Regions from separate parts of the Sus scrofa genome. Here regions 2, 3 and 4 are each linked to region 1. Evidence: chromatin contacts called from public HiChIP or PLAC-seq data. All regions are on one chromosome and are shown on one strand. The core of a region is the stretch at or near the end of the contact, and the rest is flanking DNA. Distances in the headings are between cores, read along the strand shown.

Region 1 (6,160 bases), core at 343-2,842:
TTGAACCCTCTGCCTAGAGTATGCTTGCGGTCGGGCTCAGGCCTGGCCCGAGACACAGCCAACCAAACAGGCCAGCCAGGACCTCTGTTCCGGGCCACTCCCAGCTGCGTATGCTGTGCCCAGTGCTAAATGGGGGTTCTGGGAGGGAGGGGGAGAGGGTGTGAGTTTAGGGTGAGGCAGGAAGGTGAAGGTGTGGGGTATGTGGGGACCCTTGGGGCTTCTAGGGAGGAGCCATGCATGCTGGTACAGTGGGTCCAGCTGAATTCCTGATTAACATGCACACTGAAGACGGGGTGGGAGTGGGGGTGGGCAGAGGACAGAAATACCACCTTCCTGGACCCACCCCTGCTAACCCAAGAGGGGGGAGTGTTAAAGAGCACCCCCGCCCCCAACCAGTAGGAGCAGGGGGCTCAGAGTCTGGGTGTGGGTGGTGAAGGCGCTCCGGCTCCTCTCTGAATGCCCGAACTGGCTCGCCAGCAGGGGGCAGAGGAAGGGCTGGCCTGAGGCCCAGAGGGCAAGGCTGGCGCCCAGGGGGTGTGGGTGATGGCCAGAGCCCAGCTTCTCTCTAGAAAATCACTACACTACCACACACAAAGCTGGGGGTGGCGGGGAGCCCCAGGGAGGGCTGGATCTATCTAAACGACTCACAGGTGGCTGGGGGAAATGGGCCAGATGGCACAGATGCCAACACCCAGGGGTCACAACTAACAGGCAAGTGGAGAACAGCTAATCACTGCGGAGGGAGCGGGAGGGCAGCCGGGCACACAGCCCCCCTGAAGGGTCACTCGTCAAACTTCCCTTCCCGAATGTGCTCGAAGGAGAAGGGTAGGAATTTGAAACCGGTCCCGCTGTAGAATTTGTTCTGGAACTCCACCCTGGAGAAAGGGAAGAGGAGAGTCATCATTCCACAGACACCTTTGGGACTATGCAGCTGGGCCAGAAAAAGGCCCGACCCCAAGCTCCCCACTGCCCCCTGCTTCCCACGGCCCCGCAACCTCCAGCGTAGGACACCCAGGGCCTGCCCTCTGTGAGAGCGCAGGACACCAAGGCACAAGCCTGGTCTCAGTGCCTGCTCTGCGAGGGTGTGTTTATGCCGCGTTCTCGGTAGACGGCCTGAGTCTCTAACTACAACGGCGGGGGGGGGGGGGGGGGAGGTGTCCCCTCCTGGGCAGGCCCCCAGCAGACCTCCAAGGGAAGCCCCCGAGTGGCTGCAAGGAGCCCTGGCAGGCGCCACTGTTTTCTTGTTTCTCTTCTTGGGGGAGGAAGGAGAAGGGAGGCTTGCCAGCGAACAGTGGAGGCTTGGGGAGGAAATTCCCAGGAAAGGGGGAAGTTAGGAGCGGAAGTCTTCTCAAAGCAACGGCAAAAATATTTTCCAACTACAAAAACATCTGAGAAAGAATTCTCCTCTTGGGGACTGAAAGGAAAAACAGCTTTAACTCCCTTCCCCGCCACTCCACATCCATCCCTGATGGTCTCCTGGGCCCTTCCGACTCTGAGGGGGCAGGAAGAGGAGGACACGCCTGTAAGCAGAGTCAGGCTGCGAGCTCGCCCTGGACAGTTGCCCAGCAAGCAAACCACCACCAAATATGGGCAGAAAAATGCATGATTCAGAGGATAAAAAAGCCAAGGAGAGCTGCCCTGAAGAATAGTTTCCACTCAGTGCTGTGTGACCCTGGGGGCCCCCGATCCCTGTAAGAGCAGGCTGAGCTGGGGCCCAGGGTCGGCTGCGGGCAGGGCTCCAAGACACTGTCCACCTTCGTGCCCCTCACTCAGCCTTGAGCTTCAGACGGGCATCCTCCTTCCAAGCCCAGGGAGGAATGAGCCAAGCGGGGGAGGAGGCTCCGAGGCCCCTGACCCCAGGGCTGCTAGCTCCGCCCCTAGGGAGCCTCGGTAGACAGAGTTTTCTGTGTGGGCACACCAACAGGCAGGCTGCTCCCCAGCTTCACATTCCAGGGGCTGGGCTCAGGTGCCAAAGCCTCCCAGAGGAGGATCCCTATTGGTGCCTCGGCCACCGCTGCACCCAAGAAATGGGATCAGGAGGGGGCACTTCAAACTGAAGTCAGTCACAGGATTCAGCTTCACATCCCAACACCCCAAGAAGACCTTCCAGCTATGGAGGCCTCCTGGTGGGGGGAAGGGGGGGAGCGGGGGGAAGGTGCTGGGTTCCTGCTTCGTGCCCACTGCTGCTAAGACTCAATTCTTCTTGGAGTTCCCGTCGTGGCTCAGTGGTTAACAAATCTAAGAACCATGAGGTTGAAGGTTCGATCCCTGGCCTTGCTTAGTGGGTTAAGGATCCCATGTTGCCATGAGCTGTGGTGTAGGTTGCAAACGCAGCTCGGATCCAGCGTTGCTGTGGCTCTGGCATAGGCAGTTGGCTACAGCTCCGATTAGAACCCTAGCCTGGGGACCTCCATATGCTGCGGGAGTGGCCCCAGAAAAAAAGGCAAAAAGACAAAAAAAAAAAAAAAAAGACAATTCTTCATGTTGGGTAGGCTGTGTTTGAATATGACAATGGTATGTCATTTCATGAAATTTACAGCCAGATAGTGGGCAATTACCTTCAGGTCACTGAGGGATCTGGAACTCTGACCTAGCTGGTTAATCACACAAACAAGTCTAACTCCAAACAATGGTGAATAGACAAGCTTTAGATATTTTCGGATGCCCACTCTTCTCTCGGCAGAGCCCCTGCCTGCCTCATCTGTATCAGGGGACAGATAGCCTCTGATAAAGCCCCTGACACCACTTCTCCCACCAGCCGCTGCTCGAGGTTAGGGACTTAGGGGGGCCTTCACCAGCCTGACTCCACCGCCCCTCTCAGCCGTGCTCACCGGCTCCCAACACAAAGCTGGAAAGCATGGGCCCTGCTGGTCTCCCCACCCTCTTTCCCCTCCCAGCCAGGGAAACGTGTGCTTCCTGAGAAAGTAGGGCCCCGGGGGCTGCCCTGCAAGTTCTTCCTTCCTGAGGGGCTCTTCCTGGTGCGCCTCCAGTGCCCTGCCACACCCCAGGCCACTAAAATCCGTCTCAGGACTCAAAAGATGTGAGAGCCCTCAGGCAGTCAGCCGTCACCCCTTCCAGTTCCAACACTTGACAAAGGCCACCCAGGGGCCCAGAAGGACTAACTGGGAGTCCTTGGAGAGAGCGCTCCCGCTATGTGACAGAAACTTTTTCTTGCATGAATGAAGGGGTAAAGTCTGGACCTCTTCCCTTTCCTGTGGGGGTGTGACCGAGGAGACGCAGTTGCAGAAAGATGCCAGCTACCTTTTCTGTCCCTCTCTGAGCAGTGCCAGGCCTGGGACACACAGCTGGCTGATGGCCCACGTGCCAGGGCGATAAGGTCAGCCTGGGGCTACAGTTCAGGTGCTCTCATCCTCCTGAGCAGCCACTCCCTCAGCCACCCTGCGGTGTCCTGCTGTGGTGCCACTGCATTCCTTACAACAAACTGGTTCCCAAGTCTGTCCCTTTAGCCACCAGTCTGTGCATGTGCAACTGCAATCTGCTGGGTAAGGCGGCTGAAGCTCCTGTGAAGAGAGGCCACGGGGCAACAGTCTGTCTGTGAACCCTGGTCCAGTGTCCACAGTTACAACCACAATCATAGCCCTGCCTTTGCCTTTTATGAGCAGGAAAAGACATCTCACTATGGAAGGCAAGCAGGCCACTGCACACGGGCAGTGGGACGAAAAGACTGACGTAACTCAGGAGGAGACAGCATTAGCAGGCTGGTGCATGAACCTGCTCACTGCTGTTTTCAAATAGGTCACCCACCTCCTCATGACCCAATCTGAACCTCAGACTTGTGGTTTATCCTCGTTATCAAATCAGATGTTTTTCTTCTTGTCCCCAAGAAGAGATTCAGAACTTGTATAATGGGGCAGCCCTTGCATCAGCATCAAGAAACCCAAGCTGAACACTTGGGATAAAGTGACAGGTATGAAGACGCCAGGCTGGACGCCAGGAAAAATCACAGCAATGTCCCTGCAGCCATTTTCAGGAGGCTCAGCTGTTCCCACCCCTCAGAGGAATCCCTGCAGTCCTGCCGGACTGAGAGGACCCAGGAATCCTCGAGGCACATCCACACTCGGCCAGGAGGGGGCACACAAGCACCAATTTCATTCACTCCTTTTTTTTTTTTTTTTTTTTTTTTTGGCAGCACCCAAGGCATTTGGAAGTTCTGGGGCCAGAGACAGAACCCAGGCCCCAGCTACGACCCGAGCCACAGCAGTGACAACGCTGGGTCTTTAACTCGCTGTACTACCAGGGAACTCTGTCATTCATTCTTTTTTTCCGTGGTGGGGAAGATGCTTCAAACAGGCCTCCAATGATAGGATTCTGAAAGTTGTACAAAGGAGTTTTTACTGTCTTTTCTCTTCCACCCGATATTTCCACTAACATCCCCCCCACCCCTTGCAAGGACGGTATGCTTGACAAGCACATTCCCTGCCAACCACATCTGAGAGGCATTCAGGTGGTAGCACATGCCGCCCCATGGGGTCTCCCTTCTAACAGACTGAAAGCAGATCTTTACAGGGCCCACGGCCAGAGGCTTCTCCACAGGGCAGCCACCATCTGCACGCGCACGAGGGCGCACCGTGACGGTTGCTTGGTCTGTGCATTATTTCACATTTAATCACAGCCACCTTGTCACGTGAACATTTTCCTTGCTTTTCACATGAGAGAAAGTGAGGTTCGGAGAGGTAAATGCTTTCCTCAGGGTCACCCAGCCAGTGCCTGCAGAGTTGGAATTCCAACTTGGCTCATCTGATTCTGAACCTGCTCTCTCGCTACTCCTCCCTTCCTTGGGTCATTCACGAGGACATGGAAGATGCTGTCCCTTGAAGGCCACAGGTGATCCTGAGGAAGAAGAAATCCTTCTGGCAACTAACCATGACTCCCAGCTACTTCAGCTTACTCTGGAGGTGGGGCCCCAGCCCTGGTGGCCCTCCTGGCATCATGTCGTGCCTGGCTCCTGCTCTGACAGTTCTGCTCTGGATCCTTGACTGCTCCCCACCCACCCAGGGGGGAGGCAGCAGGCTCCCCATGTGGGCTGGAGTCAAGGTGGGGTGGTAACTGCTCCCTCAAGCCTGGGGCTCAGGAGACAGAGAAGAGAAAAGGAAGGAAGCCAAGAGGGCAAGAAAAAGTGAGTCACCACAAGCTGGCAGCACAGATGTCCCCTCCCACTAAGTGGCTGAGGAAGTGTGCTGGGGAGAGCGTGTGCTGATAAGCTGAGAGTGGTCCCTGGCCAGCAGTCTGAGCCACGCAGGCAGCCGCGCTTACTCCTGGCTTGCTGGTAAACAACAGCTGGGCGGGGAGGGGGAAGCAGCAGGAGGGGCCAGGCCAGAGAGAGCAATGAGGACAGATTCTTCTAAAGGAGCTTTTGAGGGAAGAGTAAGTCCCAGCCACAATTCGCCCTCACCTGCCTCCCAGTTCCCCTCTGTGATTTAGAATGACAAATGGCAGAATCTTTGAGCAGGCTTAGCTGTAACCAAGCCAGTAGAAAAAACAAAGATAGGAAGAGTGGGGAAGGAGTTCCCCTCATGGCTCAGCGGTAATGAACCCGACTAGTATCCATGAAGATGCACATTTGATTCCTGGCCCTGTTTAGTGGGTTAAGGATCCAGCATTGCCATGAGCTGCAGTGTAGGTTGCGGACAGCTCAGATCTGGCGTTCCTGTGGCTGTGGTGTAGGCCAGCAGCTATAGCTCCAATTTGACCCCTACCCTGGGAACTTCCATATGCTGCAGGTATGGCCCTAAAAAGACAGAAAAAAAAAATTGGGGAAGAGGTGGTTTCTAGGGTTCAGATTTTGGTTTTCTTCAGGTTTGGAGAAGTGGACGGAAAAAGAAAGTCAAATCCCCGTCTGAGCTGGAGATCATCAACACCACAGATGTTGCCTAGGGGTTCCCAGAGGTAGTGTCAGTGAGTTTGTGAGCCCCTAAACTGGTAAAATTGAGTGTGTACATACTGTGGGGAGGTGTTTCTCTGAGGAGAGGGTCTAGAGCTTCTAGAGCCGCTGGACCCAAAACAGAGAGGGAGAATCACAATGTACAGGAGGAACTGGAGACTCAAAGAAGTGGGCTTTGGAGTTCCCGTGTGGCTCAGTGGTTAATGAATCCGACTAGGAACCATGAGGTTGTGGGTTTGATCCCTGGCCTCGCTCAGT
Region 2 (6,280 bases), core at 1,051-3,550, 140 kb after region 1:
TGGACATTACTGTTATACACAGTTAGAGCAGTCTTGGGCTTGGCCAGATTCAATGCCAGGAGACAAAGACCCCTTCTCTCAAAGGGAGGAGTTGCAAAGAATTTGGAGCCATGTTTTTGTTTTTGTTTTTGTTTTTTAAATCTTTTGTCTTTTTAGGGCTGCTCTTGAGGCATATGGAGGTTCCCAGGTTAGGGGTTGAGCTAGAGCTGGAGCTGCCAGCCTATACCACAGCCATAGCAACGCGTGATCCAAGCCACATTTGTGACCTACACCACAGCTCACGGGAACACCAGATCCTTAACCAACCAAGCAGGGCCAGGGATCAAACCGGCATCCTCATGGATACTAGTAGGGTTCGTTAACCACTGAGCCACAATGGGAAATCCCTGGAGGCATGTTTTACAACCACCACCAATGCCCTTGAATTTGAGGTTCTGCCCCCAACCCCCAGTTGCTTTGAGGGAAGGAATTCTAAAACAGGATCCACGGATGCGGATTCTCAGCCCCAGTTATACTGTGCTCCCTGCTAAATGACCAAGTTTACCTTAATATCTCTTTCAGGGAAAGTGACCTGAATAAGTTCAAGAATAGCTTTTTCCTTCTCTTCAATAAGGGTTGAACTATACTGTGGGTCTGTGACCTTGAGATTCAGAAATATAAGTTCCCTTCTCTGCTTTATTTCAGTTGCTTGTCTTAAATGAATATTAATACCTTTACATAGCATTCTAGACCAGTGGATGCTTTTTGACACTTTTATTTGGGCTTCGGCCAAAGATAACAGTACCTGCAGGCTTTTCCCCTCAGCAACTTGCCCTTCTCCCTTCACTGCCTTCAAGCCTGGAAATTTTGACACGATGGTTTGCTTGACCAACCTAGAATTGTTTCTCAAAGGCAATACTTCTGTTTTTGAAAGTTGGCAGTTTGCCTCTGATTCTTGTGAAGGTAAGTCCCTCAGCATTCACAGCTCATTGGAAGGATGCTTTGCTTCTCTGGAAAAACCTCTAAATTCTAGGTAACCAATCATACAGGATGGAACTAATCTTGTTTTCCTGGATGCAGGTGCCATATTGGTGCCATGCTTTTCAGCATCCTAGCCATCAGTGACTGTGCAATAGGAACTCTTGCAGTAGAGGTGGTAGTTATGTGTGCGTGCAAATGAGAGTAAAGGAAACCAAAAGGAACTATTCATTTGGTGTCTTAAATCTAATATCAGAATGGTACATGAAAGTCACATGGTGGAGATGCAATCAGAACAAGAAAAAGCTTTAGCCGCATGTGTAAGTACTGTGGGCATTCAGAGTTGAAGCAGTGGTTGGACCATGAGTAGGGTTGGGGAATGCCTCTTTAAGAGGGAAGGAAAGGGACAGATAATGCCTCCAAGGGGAAAAACATTTTAGGCAAGAACATCTGTGAGAAAGGCACAAAGTCCTTTCTCCGGGACTGTTTCCTGGGGGTGGCGGCCAAGGCTAGAGGGAGAGTAGTTGACTCAGTGGAAGAAAGGACATTTTGAGTCATTTTGAGGCTGGAGAGAGGAGCTGGCAGTGGCCAAATTGGCTGAGAAGTTGAGGCTTAGCTGGGGGTAAAGATTTGGAATTGGGAGCAACTGGTATATTGAACTGGGGGAGGGCTGTGAATTTATTCTTAATCGAAAGCTCACTGAGGAGTTCCTGTCGGCTCAGCGGTTAATGAACGTGACTAGGATCCATGAGGATGTGGGTTTGATCCCTGGCTTTGCTCAGTGGGTTGAGGATCCAGCGATGCCGTGAGCCGGGGTGTAGGTCGAAGATGTGGCTTGGATCCCGTGTGGCTGTGGCTGTTGTGTAGGCCGGCAGCCATATGCAGCTGTAGCTCTGATTTGACCCTTAGCCTGAGAACTTCCATATGCTGTGGGTGCAGCCCAAAAAAGCAAAAAAAAAAAAAAGAGGAAGGGTCACCAAGGGGTCATCCTTGAATTTTTCAAACAGCAAAACTGAAAGAGTTGGTCTTCTCCTCAGAATAATTCTTACTGGAAGCTGTGTCCTTGCTGGGGAGAATCTGACTCCATCAGTGTAGCTGTAATTCATAGCAGGGGTTTTGTCATCCCATATGTGTGTTTTTATTATGAGCTGAGCACCCTGCTGGATGCTGGGGGGGAGAAGGGGAGAACGCACTGGTGGGCAGAAGCCCAGGCTTGTCCTGTCCTCAGGCTGGCGGTTGGCATCGAGGTTCCAAGTGCAAGTTACAGAGTCACAGTGCTCAGGTCCAAGTGATGGTGCTAGAAGGCAGGCCTGTGGCTGGGCTCGGGAGGGAGACCTTGGTGTTTCTGAGGAGCTGAAGGAGGAGCAGAGTGAGGGCTGGGACCTCAGCCAGCAGGCTGGTGCCATCCAAGGAGAAGAAGGCAGGGCCAGCCAGGCCATAGGTCACATTAATACTACTTAGAAACACTTAGATCCCGTGTGCCAGCTGCGTCCTCAGTGCTTCGTGTACATTAACTCATTCAGTTCTTACACCGACCCTGCGAGGTGAGTCCTATTTTCCGCCCTTTTGGCAGCTGAGAAAACTGAAGCTCTCAGAGACTAAATCACTGGCACTAGCTCACACCTGTCCAAGCGGTGGAGCTGGATTCACATCTGGGCACAGTGGCTCCAGGACCCACGCTCTAAGCAAACCACTATTCTGTCTTAATATCACATATGTGGTTTTTCAGCCTATGAGCACTGCAGAGTCCTCAGTGGGGTTTTGAATAGGAGAGTAGCAGGATCAAGTCTATGCCTTGAAAACGTGTCTCGACTCCATATGGAAAGTGCAAGCAGATGTGGGGAGATAGTTCTCATGACAGGGTCACGGGGTCTTCTTGTGACCCTGGTGTATTTGGGCTCTGAGGTTTCCGGGTAATTTTCTTTGACTCCTTTTCTTGGGGGAATGGTGGAGTCAGCTGGAGAACAGGCCCTGGACCTTTTTTGGTTAAATATCAATTTACTGCTTAAATTTTCTTTGTTTCTTTCTTTTTGTTTTAATTTATGGCCACCCTTGAGGCATGTGGAAGTTTCTGGGCTAGGGATCGAATCGGAGCTGAAGCTGTGACCTACTCCATACCTTTGGATTCTTAACCCAATTGCAAGGGCTGGTAATCAAAGCCTCGTCTCCACAGCAACCTGAGCTGTTGCAGTCCCATTCCTAACCCACTGTGCCACAGCGGGAGCTCCTCAATTTACTGCTTTTACTGCAGCATTTATTCTTGGATCACAGTAACCTTCAAGTTTAGAGGGGATCCAGCCTGATCATCGTTTGTAGACTGAATAGTCTTTAGAGGCTAGCTGGCCCAGTTGCTCTCCCAGCATCGGAATTACTTATGTGACTCTGGGTGAGCGATTAACCTCCATTCGAACACCAAATACAGCAGAATTTGAGACATTGTCCCTTCCTCCTCCCTTTGTCTGAGTCACCTTTGCCCTTCAACCTGTCACCAAGCCCCATCACATCTCCCTTTCATATCTCCGGAAGATGTCCCCTTCAAAATGTTTCTGATGCTACCACCCAAGCAGGGCCACTGCCATCTCTCACCTTCATTATTGCAGCCTGAGGGATTTTTCTGAAATGTAAGTCAATTTTTTTTTTTTTCTTTTTAGGGCCACAACCGTGGCATATGGAGGCCAGGCTAGGGGTCTAATCGGAGCTACAGCTGCCAGCCTATTCCACAGCCACAGCAACTCGGGATCTAAGCTGCATCTGAGACCTACACCACAGCTCACAGCAACGCCAGATCTTTAACCTACTGAGTGAGGCCAGGGATCAAACCCGAAACCTCCTGGTTCCTAGTCGGATTCATTTACACTGCGCCATGATGGGAACTCCTGAAATGTAAATCAGTTTGTAACCCCAAAACTGGGTTTGCCTGTTGGTGGGTGTCAAGCCAATAGACACAACCGAGCCAAATGTTGGGGGCAAAAAGGATGCATTATTACTTGCAGCAGGTAAGGAGAACACTGGGGATCTTTCCCAAAGCAGTGTCTCCCTGAACAGCAAGATCGGGACCTTTTTTTTTTTTTTTTTTTTTTTTGCCTGTTCCAGTGTCATGTAGAAGCTCCCAAGCCAGGGATCAAACCCAAGCCACAGCAGTGACAGTGCCAGATCCTTAACCCACTAGGCCACCAGGGAACTCCTGGGAAAGTTTTAAGCTAAGGGTACATACATATTCATGAAGAGGCTTGACCAAAGGAGAATTCAAAGTAGAGTTGGGGCCAAGGGAGTTCCCGCTGTGGTGCAACAGGATAGGCTCTGTCTCTGCGGTGCCAGGATGAAGGTTCGATTCCTGGCCCAGCTCAGTGGGTTAAAGGATCCACCTTGCCTGGATCTGTTCCTTGGCCTAGGAACTTCATATGCCCCAGGGCAGCCAAAAAGGCAAAAGAAAAAAAAAAAAGAATCGGGGCAAAGGTTGACAGAGTTTGAGCTTGAGTTGATTGAAGTCGGGAGGGTCAATGTCCTTATTCCATCTCTCACCAGGGTGGGGGCCTCAGTTCTTGCTGAACTCAGATTACGAGGTGTATCCCTTGAGGAGGAACTAGGACTCTGCTTTATCATTGCACTATCTGCCTTTTGACCGTCTTTTCTCTGTTCCTGCATTTCTTTGTTCCTTTAAAGAAGGAACAAATTACTGAGACCTGTTCAAGGGCAAGCACTGTGGCCAGACTTAGATCACAAAATGGCTCAGGCCAAAACGGCTTCTCTTATGTCAGGAAGGCCATCTGGTTCTCTTTTTCTGGAGACCCCCAACCTATCTTTTCTTTCTTTTTTTTTTTTTTGTCTTTTCTAGGGCTGCACCTGCAGCACATGGAGGTTCCCAGGCTAGGGGTCTCATCAGAGCTATAGACACCGGCCTACAGCAGAGCCACGGCAATGTGGGATCCAAGCCGCGTCTGTGACCTACACCATAGCTCACGGCAACATTGGATCCTTAACCCACTGAGCAAGGCCAGGGATCAAACCCACAACCTCATGGTTCCTAGTAGGATTCATTAACCACTGAGCCACGACGGGAACTGGCCCCTCACCTATAACAGAATTATCACTTGTCTATTTAGCAGTGCTCCCCACTACCCTTGAATGAGAGTGCCTGTTTCTTAGTAAGACTTACATGAGAGCCTGCTCCACCTTCATGTCATGCCTCAGTCTCCTCTTTCTACTTCTTTACAACTGCCCGATCCTTGGAAGTGATTATTAAGTACATGTGGAGTAAGGACCTCAGATGATTCTGATGTGTATCCTGAGTGGAGCCCTAATCTTTGCTCTTGTTCCAAGGTTCTCAGTCTGGCCTTGTATTAGAATCATCTGAGGAGCTTTTAAATATTGAAACCTGGTTCCTACCCTCAGCAATTCTCATTTGGTATTTGGTTTGGTGCCCAGGCATCTCTATTTTATTTTTTATTTTCAAAAAAATAACTGCCCTTGGGAGTTCCCTGGTGGCTCAGTGGGTTGAGGATCCAGCATTGTCTCTGCTGTGGCTCAGGTCATTGCTGTGGCACGGGTTTGATCCCTGTCCAGGGAAATTCCACATGCCTTGGGTATGGGGAAAAAAAAAAATCTGCCCTTGTAATTTAAAAAATTTTTTTCTTTCTTTAATTATTTTATGGCCACACCCATAGCATATGGAAGTTTCCAGGCTAGGGGTCGAATCAGAGTTGCAGCTGCCAGCCTACACCACAGCCACAGCAGTGTGGGATCTGTGCTATGTCTGTGACCTATACCATAGCTCACAGCAACGGTGGATCCTTAACCCACTGATGGAGGCCAGGGATTGAACCTGCATCCTCATGGATACGAGTCTTGTTCCTTACCATTGAGCCACAACGGGAACTCCCAGCCTTTGTAATTCTAACTCCTGCAGCCAGGGTAGGGAACCTCTGAATACAGAGGAGGTAGACATTGTGGGAAAACAGGTCCTGGAGTGATCTACCCTTTCATGTACAGATCTCCAAGTATTTGAAAAGCCACTCTTCTGAAATGTGTCTTTTTCTCTCCTAACCTTACTTACTTCCTGTTCCCCAAGGCTGCTTTCTGGGCAAAACATTCAAGTTCTTGGACTCCTTTTACCCTGACTACCCTTCCATGAATGTATGTGTTTGTTAGCGCACCATTTAAATTGTGGTACAGTTAGGGTATCACTAGGGTGGTCCAGTTACAGCTGGACTAATAGATCCTTTGATTCAAAAGCTAAAATACCAGAAGATTCCATTGGCTTTCTATTATGATTGACTCATGGGCCATGGGTTCCTTAAAATTGATGAAAACTCCCACTCTAGCA
Region 3 (6,224 bases), core at 3,042-5,541, 220 kb after region 1:
CAATTTGTGATGTCTCTCATGTTTAACCAAAACAACACCATACTTTTGGTCAGGTAAGTGTTATCGAGGGGGTTACTTGTTTTCTGTAGCCTTGGGAAGATGAAAATTTCAAGCACCTGATTGAGACACAGGGAGGTAATGGAGAGATCTTTTTTTTTAAAAAGCAAAACATCAGAAAACAAAACAAGAGTTGATTTCTATCACCAGCAGTTTGGTTATTGCATAACTTGGAGCTGCACTGCACAAAATCTTTGCTGTATACCCAACTAAATGAATTGTCCCACCTTCTCACTAGTCAGGATTCACATTTTTGCCTGCAGGATATGAATATAGATCATGTTAAGAAATTGAAGGTGGCTGTGTTTCTTAAATAAGTACTTCATGATATATAGGATAGAAGGGGGAAAAAGTGCTATCATTGTTTGGAGTGTTACGACATAAATATTTTGGTCTGAACTTCCTATTGTGCCCCAACTTCTCATTTCATCTTCATTTTCTTACTCTCAATGATTTTTTTTAAAATGTATTTACATATGCAAAAACCACATCAAGACTAGTTAAAAGGTATCATTTGTTGCTCTTGGGGTACTTATGTCAGTTTGTGTCAAGTGCTGTTGTTATATTCACATCATTTCAAGGGCTGTTCAAATTATTTGTGATTTGTGTTGGATTTCGATTTATAAACGTGCTTGTGGTTCATTTGGCTTGTTCTTGGGTAGGGAGGTGATACAGGTAGTCTTACTATAATAGGAGGTGTTACAAATAGGTAAATAACATGCTCAAGATTAGATTACAGGTTGAAGGTAGACTCAAGGGAAGCTTAACTCTTCTAGAGCCCTGCAAACGTGTATGTCATCGTGTCCACAGATTTCTAGATGTTTTACCAGTGACACATTTTCCCCCTTCTATGAGAGTGTAGATTGCCACATTATTCCTACCAGCAGAAGCGAAAACAAAAAACCAAGAAAAAAAAGAAAACAAACAAAAACAAAACCCCAACACCTCCTGTTTCTTATTAATTTGTTTGGCACATTTGAAACTTATTCTTTTTAAAAATTATCTGACAATTCTAGGTTACTGAGCTCTTCAGACAGATGCCCTTTTACCACAAGGGAAAGTATCAAAATACTTTAACGTTGGCACTTCTTAATAAAAATAATGTTTAAAAGTTTGTTCTAAAGTATCACTGGCCCCAATTGTGTGTGGCGTTTAAAGGAAAAGATTTTTCTTTAAATCTGAGCTTTGTTAATAGAACTGTTCTAAAATCAGAAGTATTTTTTTCCCCTGCAATGTTGGAAACACAACAGTTTTATGCTTGTTTCTGCGAATAAGAAAGTCAGATTTAACAATCTAGTTTCCATTGATCAGACAGTTTTTTTGTACATTTAAATTGTGAGCATTGGAGTTCCCGTCGTGGCGCAGCGGAAATGAATCCGACTAGGAACCCTGAGGTTGTGGGTTTGATCCCTGGCCTCGCTCAGTGGGTTAAGGATCTGGCGTTGCCGTGAGCTGTGGTGTGGGTCGCCTGCGCAGCTCGGATCCTGTGTTGCTGTGGCTGTGATGTAGGCCGATAGCTGCAGCTCCGATTAGACCCCTAGCCTGGGAACTTCCATATGCCTCGAGTGTGGCCCTAAAAAGCAAAAATAAATATATAAATCGTGAGCATCACATTGATTAATTTTTTAAAATTGCTTTCTCTTAATTGTCATGTCTTTATTTTAAGTAGACTGTGGACATTGGATGCTTTCTTATTAGGGATGATCCTTTTCTACTAAAAACCCTAAGCCAGTTTGGAGAAGATTTTACGTATCTAAGTCTATGCTATTTTTACTAAGCAAAGAAAGGAATAATATACAGGTGTTAGACTTTTAGTTGATTGAAGGAGACCCTCACTTTTGGTGGTTTCAGGTTTTCAGATGACGTTTTATTACTTTTGTTAGTTTTGGTCACACCCATGACTTCCTTGGAAGGTATCTTTGAGGTTTGGTTTCCTTTTTTTTTTTTTTTTTTAAATGGTAATATTGGGGTGGGGGTGCTTCCTGTTTGTATTTTCAAAATTAGGTCCACATGTTAACCTTCTTGCAGTGTGACATTTTTATTTTAAACAGATAAAGGCGAGCATCAGAAGCCATGTGGTTTGTCTTTGACCCATTCTACTACTTCATGACAACTTTCCTGAGCTCAGCCCGACTACCCAGTTAGAAAGGCAAAACATTCCTGAATCTTCCCAGCTCTCTTCAAGGTTTAGCTGCCTTGGAAGGAGTCTTAACAACAACTACCACAACAAAGGTGCATTTAACAGAAAAATGGAGCTACTGCTTTCTGTTTTCCTCCCCAATACCTAGAAAATGCACGGCACTAAGAGTGAAAATGTGTTATGTGGAGCTTTGAATGTCAGAGCTTTCAAGAGGGGTTGCCATAGGTTCATATGGTATAGAACCCCATCTATTAAGCAGTAACCACAGCAGATTGTCTGACCTCACCTAAAAGGGATACAGAATGTCATGGAGGGAGTTCCCGCTGTGGTGCAATGGGATCTGCAGGGTCTCTGCAGCACCAGGATGTAGGTTCGAACCAGCCAGCACAGTGGATTAAAGGATCGGCATTGCCACAGCTTATAGGTCAGCTTATAGGTCACCTTATAGGTCACCACTGTGGCTTGGATCTGATGCATAGCCCAGGATGGTAGTAGAACTTTGGAGGAATCATCCTCAGCCGTAAAACTCTTCCTTGACCCTCCTGGGTGATTTTAAAGTGGTAGATCACTTTTAATAGAAATGTTGGAGTTTGAGTTATATGGAGCCTTGTGGAGAAGACTATGCTTGAAACGAGTATGTATAGTATTGTTTCAGTGACTGAAGCAAGTGGCCTTTTCCTGGCCTTCAACTAATGTTATTTTAAGAAGTGTAATAACTAAATAGACTTCTAATTAAATTGGCATTCAAACATGTTTACAGTTTAGGGGCAGTTTCTCTCTCCTAAATTTTCTTTTGGATGACATTACTAAAGGCAATACTGCATTAGTGTGTTGCACAGTTATGCATAATGCAGTTTGCAAATGAGATTAATATATAGTTATCTTAACCTCTCATTTTCCCCTTTAATCAAGAAAGGAGAATTTATAATTTGTCAAATACTGGATATTTTCTTCATTGGGTTTGTTCATAATAATTACCTGTACTTCCCATGTATTATACTACTATTTAGATGAAAAATACATACAGAACATTTATCTTTTGGAAGCTAGCTTGCAAAATCTACTGTGACACCCTTTCTCCATTTTTCTTCCACTGCCTTTGGTATTTTAATACTTTAAAACATTTTTTTTCCAGATTTCTATTACAAAGAGAAATATCTCCATATTCTATGCACTGCTAGTTTTTTTTTTAAATCCATTACCCAAATTGCTATATTTTTATTTATTCTTTATATGATTTTTATTTTTTCCATTATGGTTGATTTATAGTGTTCTGTTAATTTCTACTGTATAGCAAATTGACCCAGTCATACATATGTGTGTATGTGTGTGTGTGTGTGTGTGTGTGTGTATATATATATATATATATACTCTTTTTCTCACATTGTCCTCCATCATGTTCCATCACAAGTGACTAGTTATAGTTCCCTGTGCATTATAGCAGTGTTAGTTTTTTGAGGTGCTTATGCTGACTCATTTTTTAATTATACTAAGATATAGAGTATGGGTTGAGAGCAGTAATGAGATTCTCAGAAAATAAGAAAACTTTCCTTTCTGACTAGAGAAAGGTTGGGGAAGACAAGGGGAAATACATCAATGAGCCAATCAATTATTGTTATTTGTTGGGATCAATTTGGTGACTAATATTTTCAGTGCCCATCAGGCTAGTAAAAATGACTTTGGCTTTACCTGCAGTGATAACAGGACAGACCCAAGTGTTTGCTAATAATGCTTGTTTTTTCCTGGTAGGGGATTTTTTTTTGCATATGAGAAATCAAGCCAAAGTTACCAGTGACAGCCATATCCATAATTTGTATAAAATACTACCACTCTGGGATATAGCTCTGCTCTGTAGCTCTACCATGGGCTCATCTGGGAAGGTGCACTAATTATTTATATAATAATTATTATGACATCTTTCAAAAAGTGATCAGAAAATTAAAAGTACTTCAAATGATGTCCCAAACCTGAAAGTAGAAAAATGATTAAAAAAAAAACCAAACAAACCTAACCCTGTCCACTTACAATGTGCCAAGCAGACACTGTTATAAGCTCTTGCTATGTTTTAACATCATCCTCATATGAAAGATGAAGAAATAGCCACAGAGAAGTTAAGTAATTTGTCCAAGGTCACATTGCTAGTCATGGCAGGGCTGGATCCAGACCCAGGCCAGGCTGATTCCAGAGGCTGCATTCCTAACCACTGCACTGCAAAGAAGAACCCGCAGCTGCAACTTTGCAATGAGACACATGGTTTCTTTAAGGCTTATGTTTCTTTACTTGTATTCCAAAAATGGATTCTCATTTGTTATTTAAAAGAAAATTTTAAATATATATTGGGAATTTTTTTTTAAGCTCGTAAAGGTTATGATAGGTATTTTTCCAGCTAACGTATATATTCCTGATGGAAATGGTATTAAAACAGAGAAGGTCTTAATTTTCACTCTAAATTGCCCTTTGTTGTTCTTCCACTAACATTGCCATATACATCATAGGAGAAGAGCTATAAGCTGTCTCTTTGGCTTCTGTTTACAAACAAAAGGATCTTTTGTGCCATTGTGTTATGAGACTTGCATGTTTGTTGACTGAGAAAATGCAAGTATTTGGCTCATTTTATTTACAACTTTATTTTAAAGGGATTTATGATCGTATTCTTGTTTTAAAGCTAGTAGTTTTGATTTCTGAGATATAAATTTAATTTGGGGGGGATAATTTTAGGATTTTAATTTGGGGGGATAATTTTTAGGCAACTGAACTCATTGTGTCTTTAGAGCTGTGTAAAGGCCATTAGAAACTAGTGCCAGGAGTGTATTCCTCTTCATAATCTGATGCTTATTTTCTCTCAGCACTTTTCCTTAGAGGTGGATTGTGAAGTTACCCCTTGGGGACAGAATTCACAACCCTTAAGTATAGTGATCTGAACTTGAGAGATCAAGTCAGGGATGAGAAAAACTTCAGTTCCCTGAGCAGAGTATGAACTTGTGCAAATAAACAGAGGATGTTAGCTTCCAGGATTGTCAAACTGTCACCTTTGACCAGGGTTGAATTTTCTTTGAATGTTGACAAAAGTTACAATGTCAGTGGAAAAAAGCTTAATGTGAGGTATCTATAACTCAGAATTTCCCTATGTTTGTGTCAGTGAGATCCTACAATTAAAGCTGTTTTTTTTTTCTTCTATGTCTGATGAGTTCAAAAAAGCCTTTAGTGGGGTTTTCCAGCTTTTAGGTGAGAGTCAATTAGAAAGTTTGTGAAAAACTGTTTTGTGTTGTCTAAAATTCAAAGCCTATAGCGAGTAGCAAATCACTATGTTTTTTTTGAAGAATGGGATTTTTAAAAATCAGACTGGGGGAAATGTTTTAAATAAACTGTATTTACAAATGTCATTATAGTGACAGAAAAGAAGGAAAGAAAACTATTGAGTACTTAATCTGTTAAAGTACTAAAAATTGGAATTTATCAGCTTTATAATGTAGCATTCTACGATGTATTCATTCATGGTTTAAACTAGGTAACATGTCCTCTCAGAAATAGTGATAATTCTGTTGTTTCCTTTTGTTTTATATTTCTAAGAATCTTCAGGTCATCTTTTAGGCTGGACAAAAGTAGCAGACTAGGGTCTACAGAAATATATAGCTGTTTCCAGAATGAAACAGTCACTTCACCCCGTGAATTTGTGTTTTTAGGATTTGTGATCTGTTTCTGGTAGAAAGTAAGAGAGATTGATGGTGAGAATTGGACTTTGTACAGCCTTACTCCAAAAGGCATGGAAGGTCTATATATAGGGATGCAAAGCAAATATTCCTTCTTTTCTTGTTACTGTTTCAATTGTGCAATGATATATGGAAGCCCTGAATGTGAGCATATTTTAAAGTTTATGTTGCAATGAGTTTAAATATCAAGTAAAAATACTAGATGCATTGTAATGTGTATAGAGATTGGCCTTCCTCCTTAACTGTCGAAGGTATCAAAACAAAATGGAAAATACTTGGCTTCCTGAATGACATGGCTACAGTGAACATGCGAAGTT
Region 4 (6,436 bases), core at 2,493-4,992, 160 kb after region 1:
GCTCAGAGGTAACAAACCTGACTACTAGCATCCATGAGGATTTGGGGTCCATATCTGGCCTCGCTCAGTGGGTTAAGGATCCAGCATTGTTGCGAGCTGTGGTGTAGGTTGCAGACATGGCTCGGATCCCACGTTGCCATGGCTGTGGTGTCGGCTGGCAGCTACAGCTCCAATTTAACCTCTAGCCTGGGAACTTCCATATGCCTCGGTGTGGCCCTAAAAAATTTTTTTAAATTGTATTTTTGTTAGATGACAAAATTTAGTGTCCATTCTATATAAAAAAAAAAATTGCATAACAAATTTCTTAACAAAGTTAAGAATATTTTATCAGAAACCAGAGGGAGCATGACGTGATGCACGATGGTGAAACACTAATCTCATTAAAAACAGTTATGAGATTGAGGGTGCCTCCTGCCATTAATATTTTTCTAAAATACCCAGCCAAAGTATTAAGACAGAAAAATGAATGGGAGTATAATATAAATGTTGGGAAGTAAGAGACAAAAGAAGCGCCAAAAACCAAACAACTATTGGAACTAACAAGAGTTCAGAAAGGTGATTGTGTTCTAGAGAAATATTTTAAGAATCAGTAGTTCTCTTCTACAGTAGCAGCAATAACCTGTTTACAACATAAAGGAAGAACAGATTGATTCATAAGAGAAAAAAATTATGTAATATGCAGGTATTGTTGATACATATGATAAAAGGTCTAGAAGGATATATACCAAAGCATTAATGTTGTTGGTTACAGGAGACTTTTTCACTTTCCTCGAGGCATTTTATTTAATATCCTTTAATCAGGGAATTGTTTTTCTCCTCCCACTTCTTTTTTAAAAATTGTGGTAAAATACACACACAACATGAAATTTGCCATCTTAACTATTTTTTTTATTTTAATGATTTTTATTCTTTCCATTATAGTTGGTTTACAGTGTTCTGTCAGTTTTCTACTGTAGAGCAAAGTGACCCAGTCTCACTCTCTCTCTCTCACACACACACACACACACACACATTCTTTTTCTCACATTATCCTCCATCATGTTCTATCACAAGTGACTAGATGTATTTCCCTGTGCTATACAGCAGAATCTCATTGCCTCTCCACTCCAAATGCAATAGTTTGCATCTATTAACCCCAGACTCCCTGTCCATTCCACTCCCTCCCCCCTTGGCAACCACAGGTCTGTTCTCCAAGTCCATGCATTTCTTTTCTGTGGAAAGTTCCGCATATTAGATTCCAGATAGAATTGATACCATATGGTATTTGGCTTTCTCTTTCTGACTTGACTTAGTATGGAACTCTAGTTCCATCCATGTTGCTACAAATGGCATTATTTTGTTCTTTTTATGGCTGAGTAGTATTCCTTTGTGTATATATACCACATCTTCTTAATCCATTCATCTGTCAATGAACATTCAGGTTGTTTCCATGTCTTGGCTATTGTGAATAGTGCTGCAGTGAACAATACAGGTGCATGTATTTTTTTAAGGAAAGTTTTATCCATGTATATGCCCAAGAGTGGGATTGCTAGGTCATATGGTAGTTCTATATTTAGTTTTCATCTTAACCTTTTTTTTTTTTTTTTGTCTCTTCTAGGGCCACACCCGCAGCATATGGAGGTTCCCAGGCTAGGGATCGAATCGGAGCTGTTGCTGCCGGCCTGCGCCAGAGCCATAGCAACATCAGATCCGAGCCACATCTGAGACCTACATCACAGCTCACAGCAATGCCGGATCCTTAACCCACTGAGTGAGGCCAGGGATCAAACCCACAACCTCATGGTTCCTAGTCAGATTTGTTAACCACTGAGCCACAAAGAGAACTCCTCATCTTAACCACTTTTTTTTTTTTTTTTTTTTGGTCTTTTTGCTATCTCTTGGGCCACTCCCGCGGCACATGGAGGTTCCCAGACTAGAGGTTAAATTGGAGCTGTAGCCACCAGCCTACACCAGAGCCACAGCAACACAGGATCTGAGCTGTGTCTGCAACCTTCACCACAGCTCACGGCAACACCGGGTCCTTAACCCACTGAGCAAGGCCAGGGATTGAACCTACAACCTCATGGTTCCTAGTCTGATTCGTTAACCACTGCACCACAACGGGAACTCCTTATCTTAACCATTTTTAAGTGTACAGTTCAGTGGTATTAACTTCCTTACATTGTTGTACAACCAGTTTCCAGAACTCTTTTTATCTTGCAATACTAAAATTCTATACCTATTAAACAGTAACTCCCCATTCCCTCTGGCCTCTGGCAACACCATTCTGCTTTCTGTACCTATGAATTCGACTACTCTGGGTAGCTCATTTAAGTGGAATCATATAGTGTGTGTCTTTTTGTGACTGGCTTGTTTCACTTAGCATCATGCCCTTTAAGGGTATCCACGTTGTAGCAAGTGTCAGAAGTTGCTTCCTTTCAAAGGCTGGATACCGTTCCATTGTGTGCCCAGACCGCATTTTGTTTCTACATTCATCTGTCAGCAGACACTTGGGTGGCTTCCACCTTTTGACTGTTGTGAATAACACTGCCATGAACGTGGGTGTACAATTTTTTCTTTTTTCTTTTTTGGCTGCACTCGAGGCATGCAGAAGTTCCTGGGCCAGGGATCAAACCTGCACTGCAGCAGTAGCCAGTGCCACAGCTTTGACAATGTGGATCCTTAGCCACTAGGCCACCGGGAAACTCATTTTTTTTTTTTCTTTTTCAAGACAAAAATGTAGCACACAAAGAAGAATGAACATCTAAGTCCAACTGAGAGAGTGAGGGAAGGCCTGGCAGAGAAAGCAGAGGGAGTCAAGGCTTATTATATGTACATCAGGCAGAGAGATGTGCTGAATAAGCAGAAAGAAGATCGTGTTCAGATAGGGAAACAGAAGTACATGTATTCTCGGGACAAGTGTGGCAAGTTCAGCGTCTGACTGGGGTTAAGGGAAGCTGAGCTGGTCAAGCACCCCCATCATGAAAATCTTTCTAGTTAGTCACACCTTGAAACTTGGCCCCGGAAGAACAGTTCACCGCAAGGACCTTGGGTTCAGACCGCCTGGGTTTGAACCCCATGGCTCTGCCACTTGCTGTGTAAGCTCGGGCAAACTGTTTACTCTCTCCGTACCTCCATCGGGAATGAAATAGCACCTGCTTCGTAGAATTAAATTAATTCTTACGTGTAAATCGCTTAGAACCGGACCCGACACACAGATGCAAAATGAAAGTTGACTGTTTGCTGCTGCTGCTGCCTGTTGCCATCATCATGGTTATCATCACCATCACCCCTTTGGTAGGAAATGGGGGCCCGCTAAAGAATTTTAAGTAGAAAGCTGATGTGCGCAGATGTGGGTGAGGGGGTAACTGATAACACTCCCTGTTCAAGACTCCGGAGATGCGGAGGGTAGCAGACGGCACTCGTCTGGGCATCCCTGCGGTTTGCTGTGTGGAGAACCTTTATGTTTTCATCCTGTTTCGTAAGATGAAAAGAATCGTTTAAGTTGGAGTTCCTTCGGGGCTCAGTGGGTTCAAGATCTGCTGTTGTCACAGCTGTGGTTCTGGTTACAGCGGTGGCACGGGTTCGAGCAACCAGATCGATCAGGGGCTGCTGGCAAACAACCCTTCGTGCTTATGTAAATGAAGTGATTTTGACAGGCAGCCACACATATTCACGCCGGCGCCGTCTGTGGCTGCTTTCACGCGGCAGTGGCAGGGCTGGGTATTTATGGCAGAGACTGGATGACCGACAGAGCCAAAAATATTTACCACCTGGCCCTTAGAGAAAACGTGTGCAGCCCCTGATACAAAGCGACCTCAACGCAGGGCTCACTGTTATTCTGTTTCTAGCCTCTGGCATATTCCCAACTGTCCTTTATGGGGAAGGCACTAGGAGATGGGCAGACTCCCATCTAGTAGACTGATCCCTGTTACTGGGGCTTATAACACACACACTTAAAGTGAGAAAAGCATAGAGGAGAACGTGAGTACTCTTGCTTTGGGAAGTTGAGTAAGGTTTCACAGGGGAGCAGTTCCACCCCGAGTTTGAAGGTGAATGAGTTCAGGTGTGCCAGGCTGAGTGAACAGGGTGTGAAAACATGTGTGCAGGGAAGGCTGGGTAGTGTGGGGTGACTGAAGCTCCGGGGGGAAGGTTTGACTAGTTACTGGATTGTGGTGAAACCTCTGTCTGTGCTGGGCTGAGATGTTTATACCTAGAAGCAGTGAGGAGCCAACAGTTTTTACGAAGGTCTCGAGGACAGTTTTCTGTGGGTGACAAATTGATCATATCTGTTTCCCCACTTCAAGTGCAGTACCAGTAGGCATAGGAGTCAAATGCAGATTAAAATGTCAGCCGTGGAGTTCCCCTTGTGGCTCAGCGGTAACGAACCCAGCTAGTATCCATGAGGACACAGGTTCAGTCCCTCAATGGGTTAAGGATCCAGCATTGCTGTGAGCTGTGGTGTAGGTCAAAGACTTGGCTTGGACCTGGCATTGCTGTGGCTGTGGCATAGGCTGGCAGCTGCAGCTCCAAGTCATCCCCTATCCTAGGAACTTCCTTATGCTGCAGGCACAGGCCTAGAAAGCAAAAAAAAAAAGAAAGAAAGAAAGAAAGAAAAGTCAGCCATATTGTTGGTAAACAAGACTGGAAGGCATGGCATAGGGTCCTTCTTATTAATTAAATTAAATGAATGAATTTTATTGAAATGTAGTTGATTTACAGTGTTTCAGATGTATAGCAAAGTGATTCAGTTATGTGTGTGTGTGTGTGTGTGTATTCTTTTTTGGAATTTTTTCCGTTATAGGTTATGACAAGATATTGACTATAGTTCCCTGGGCTATACAGTAGTTCCTTGTTGTTTAGATCCCTGCCCCTGAGTCAGGTCTTGGTGGAGAGACTGGGTTTGCAGGGCAGTGTTGCCCCAGGCATCCATGTGGAAGGTCAGAGGCCACACACGTAACACCCACTGAACACAGAGACATAAGCCTCTAGAATTCCCTTGAGAAACCAGGCCCAGGCTCCTGCCCCAGATGTGCCCTGGGAAGGGGAGATGGGAGGAGAGGGGCAGCAGTGTAAGTGCTGGGCCCTTCGGGGATCTCTGAGCACAGAGTCCTCCTCTCAGCCTCACCGATCAAAGGAGTCATCCCCCTATGAAGAGAATAAGGTGGCGGTCGCCTTCCCAGAGCTTCTAAGGGAAGTCTGTGTTCTGTGGGCTTGGACAGGGACCATGAGAAGAGGAGAGAACCATTCCCTCTAAAGCTGGCATGTTTTGACCTATTTTGGAGACTTCTGGTGGCAGCATAGAGCAGATTAGAAGCAAGAGATGAGAGGCAAAGGGCTCAACAGCTGGGGCTGGAGCTGAGTCACTGGCACTAGAGATCAGAGAGATTGTGCGACACAGGGCCAGGAGGATATGGTGGCTTTGGTGTGAAATCAAAGACAACGAAGAATGAATAGTTTGGAAAACTGGGTATATGATGTCTTTCTTGGTATCTCAATTCTCTTCTACTGGGTGATGTCTCCATTCTAGGCCAGTGCCACACCATCCTGGCCACTGCAGCTTTTGCATGATCTTTTTTGTCAGGAGATGTCCTATAAGACAAAAGTTATTTGTAAGTTTTACGTGCTGGTCGACTTTTTCAAGGCACCAGCCTCTTTCCCCTCTCCCCTGAGATCGTATCTCCTGATAGGGAATTTCATTCCTGGGACAGAACAGGTTTTTTTAATTATTCCACAGAAATGTATAGGACACCCCATGCATTTAAATAGGTGTCCAGGAGTTCCTTGGTGGCTCAGTGGGTTAAGGATCCAGTGTTGCCAGTGCTGTGGCACAGGTTTGATCCCTGGCCTGGGAACTTTCACATGTTGTGGGCACTGCCAAAAAAAAAAAAAAAAAGGGTGTCCAACATGTGCTGTCATAAATTATTCTGATTTTTTTTTTTTTTGCATTCTTACCTATAATGTGTTTGTTGTCTTAGCTCAACATGTGGCCTCCTAGTATAATACGTAAAGTAGGTTTATAGGATGACCTAGAGGGAAAGAGCCAAGGACACAGGTAAAACTGTGAGCGCTTTCTTGGCGCGGCACTGACCGCACCTGGCGGGCACTGGCCACCTTGTAACTGCCCTTCCCATCACAATGGCAGCGGCAGCTCAGGCCAAGGAGGAGGGGTCGTGGGGTGGGATGGAGACCAGACAGGGAGATTTTGCTCCCCATGTTTCCTGCATTCACATGTGCATTGGCTCCCTTTTTTGGCAGCAAGGGGGCCAGGCCAACCACCCCACAGCCGCTGTGGTGACAGAGAAGCAGCAGATGCTGGAGCAGCACCTTCAGGATGTTCGCAAGCGTGTCCAGGTAAAGTGAGTCTTGGGCGGGAAGCCTTTTCTTGGGGAAATTGCCCATGGGTCCTGCGTGTATCTTGTGTGAAGTTTTGGCTTTATTTTAATCCTTCCCAGAA

The links. HiChIP or PLAC-seq counts read pairs in DNA pulled down with a chosen protein or histone mark.
Region 2: an H3K27ac HiChIP or PLAC-seq map of skeletal muscle shows a contact between it and region 1. The contact joins two enhancer-like sites. A contact is called at or near these places in 1 of 47 Hi-C or Micro-C datasets (embryonic fibroblasts) and 2 of 2 datasets of contacts at active chromatin or transcription factors (alveolar macrophages and skeletal muscle).
Region 3: a contact with region 1 is called in an H3K27ac HiChIP or PLAC-seq map of alveolar macrophages. The contact joins two enhancer-like sites. A contact is called at or near these places in 2 of 47 Hi-C or Micro-C datasets (epiblast stem cells and liver) and 2 of 2 datasets of contacts at active chromatin or transcription factors (alveolar macrophages and skeletal muscle).
Region 4: a contact with region 1 is called in an H3K27ac HiChIP or PLAC-seq map of skeletal muscle. The contact joins two enhancer-like sites. A contact is called at or near these places in 23 of 47 Hi-C or Micro-C datasets (alveolar macrophages, blood, brain and 15 more) and 2 of 2 datasets of contacts at active chromatin or transcription factors (alveolar macrophages and skeletal muscle).

What each region holds. Positions count from the first base shown.
Region 1 is chr12:20,289,104-20,295,263 of Sscrofa11.1, forward strand. ATP6V0A1 (V-type proton ATPase 116 kDa subunit a) reads right to left here. Exons shown (of 22, transcript XM_013980945.2): 22 at 1-875. The coding sequence ends at 782. Among named protein-coding and RNA genes, the nearest start is that of HSD17B1, 21 kb to the left of the region's middle. Within about 2 kb of position 1,593, at least 53 of the 83 cell types and tissues checked have an H3K27ac peak or open chromatin away from gene starts, as enhancers often do. A contact at or near this core is called in alveolar macrophages, liver and skeletal muscle, where this site is marked.
Region 2 is chr12:20,424,736-20,431,015 of Sscrofa11.1, forward strand. The region is part of intron 1 of STAT3 (signal transducer and activator of transcription 3); the gene reads left to right. Among named protein-coding and RNA genes, the nearest start is that of STAT3, 21 kb to the left of the region's middle. Within about 2 kb of position 2,301, at least 9 of the 83 cell types and tissues checked have an H3K27ac peak or open chromatin away from gene starts, as enhancers often do. A contact at or near this core is called in skeletal muscle, where this site is marked.
Region 3 is chr12:20,510,335-20,516,558 of Sscrofa11.1, forward strand. It overlaps a transcript of STAT5B not described here. Among named protein-coding and RNA genes, the nearest start is that of STAT5A, 15 kb to the left of the region's middle. Within about 2 kb of position 4,292, at least 4 of the 83 cell types and tissues checked have an H3K27ac peak or open chromatin away from gene starts, as enhancers often do. A contact at or near this core is called in alveolar macrophages and liver, where this site is marked.
Region 4 is chr12:20,445,314-20,451,749 of Sscrofa11.1, forward strand. It overlaps STAT3 (signal transducer and activator of transcription 3), which reads left to right. Exons shown (of 25, transcript NM_001044580.1): 5 at 6,238-6,333. Among named protein-coding and RNA genes, the nearest start is that of STAT3, 41 kb to the left of the region's middle. Within about 2 kb of position 3,743, at least 3 of the 83 cell types and tissues checked have an H3K27ac peak or open chromatin away from gene starts, as enhancers often do. A contact at or near this core is called in skeletal muscle, where this site is marked.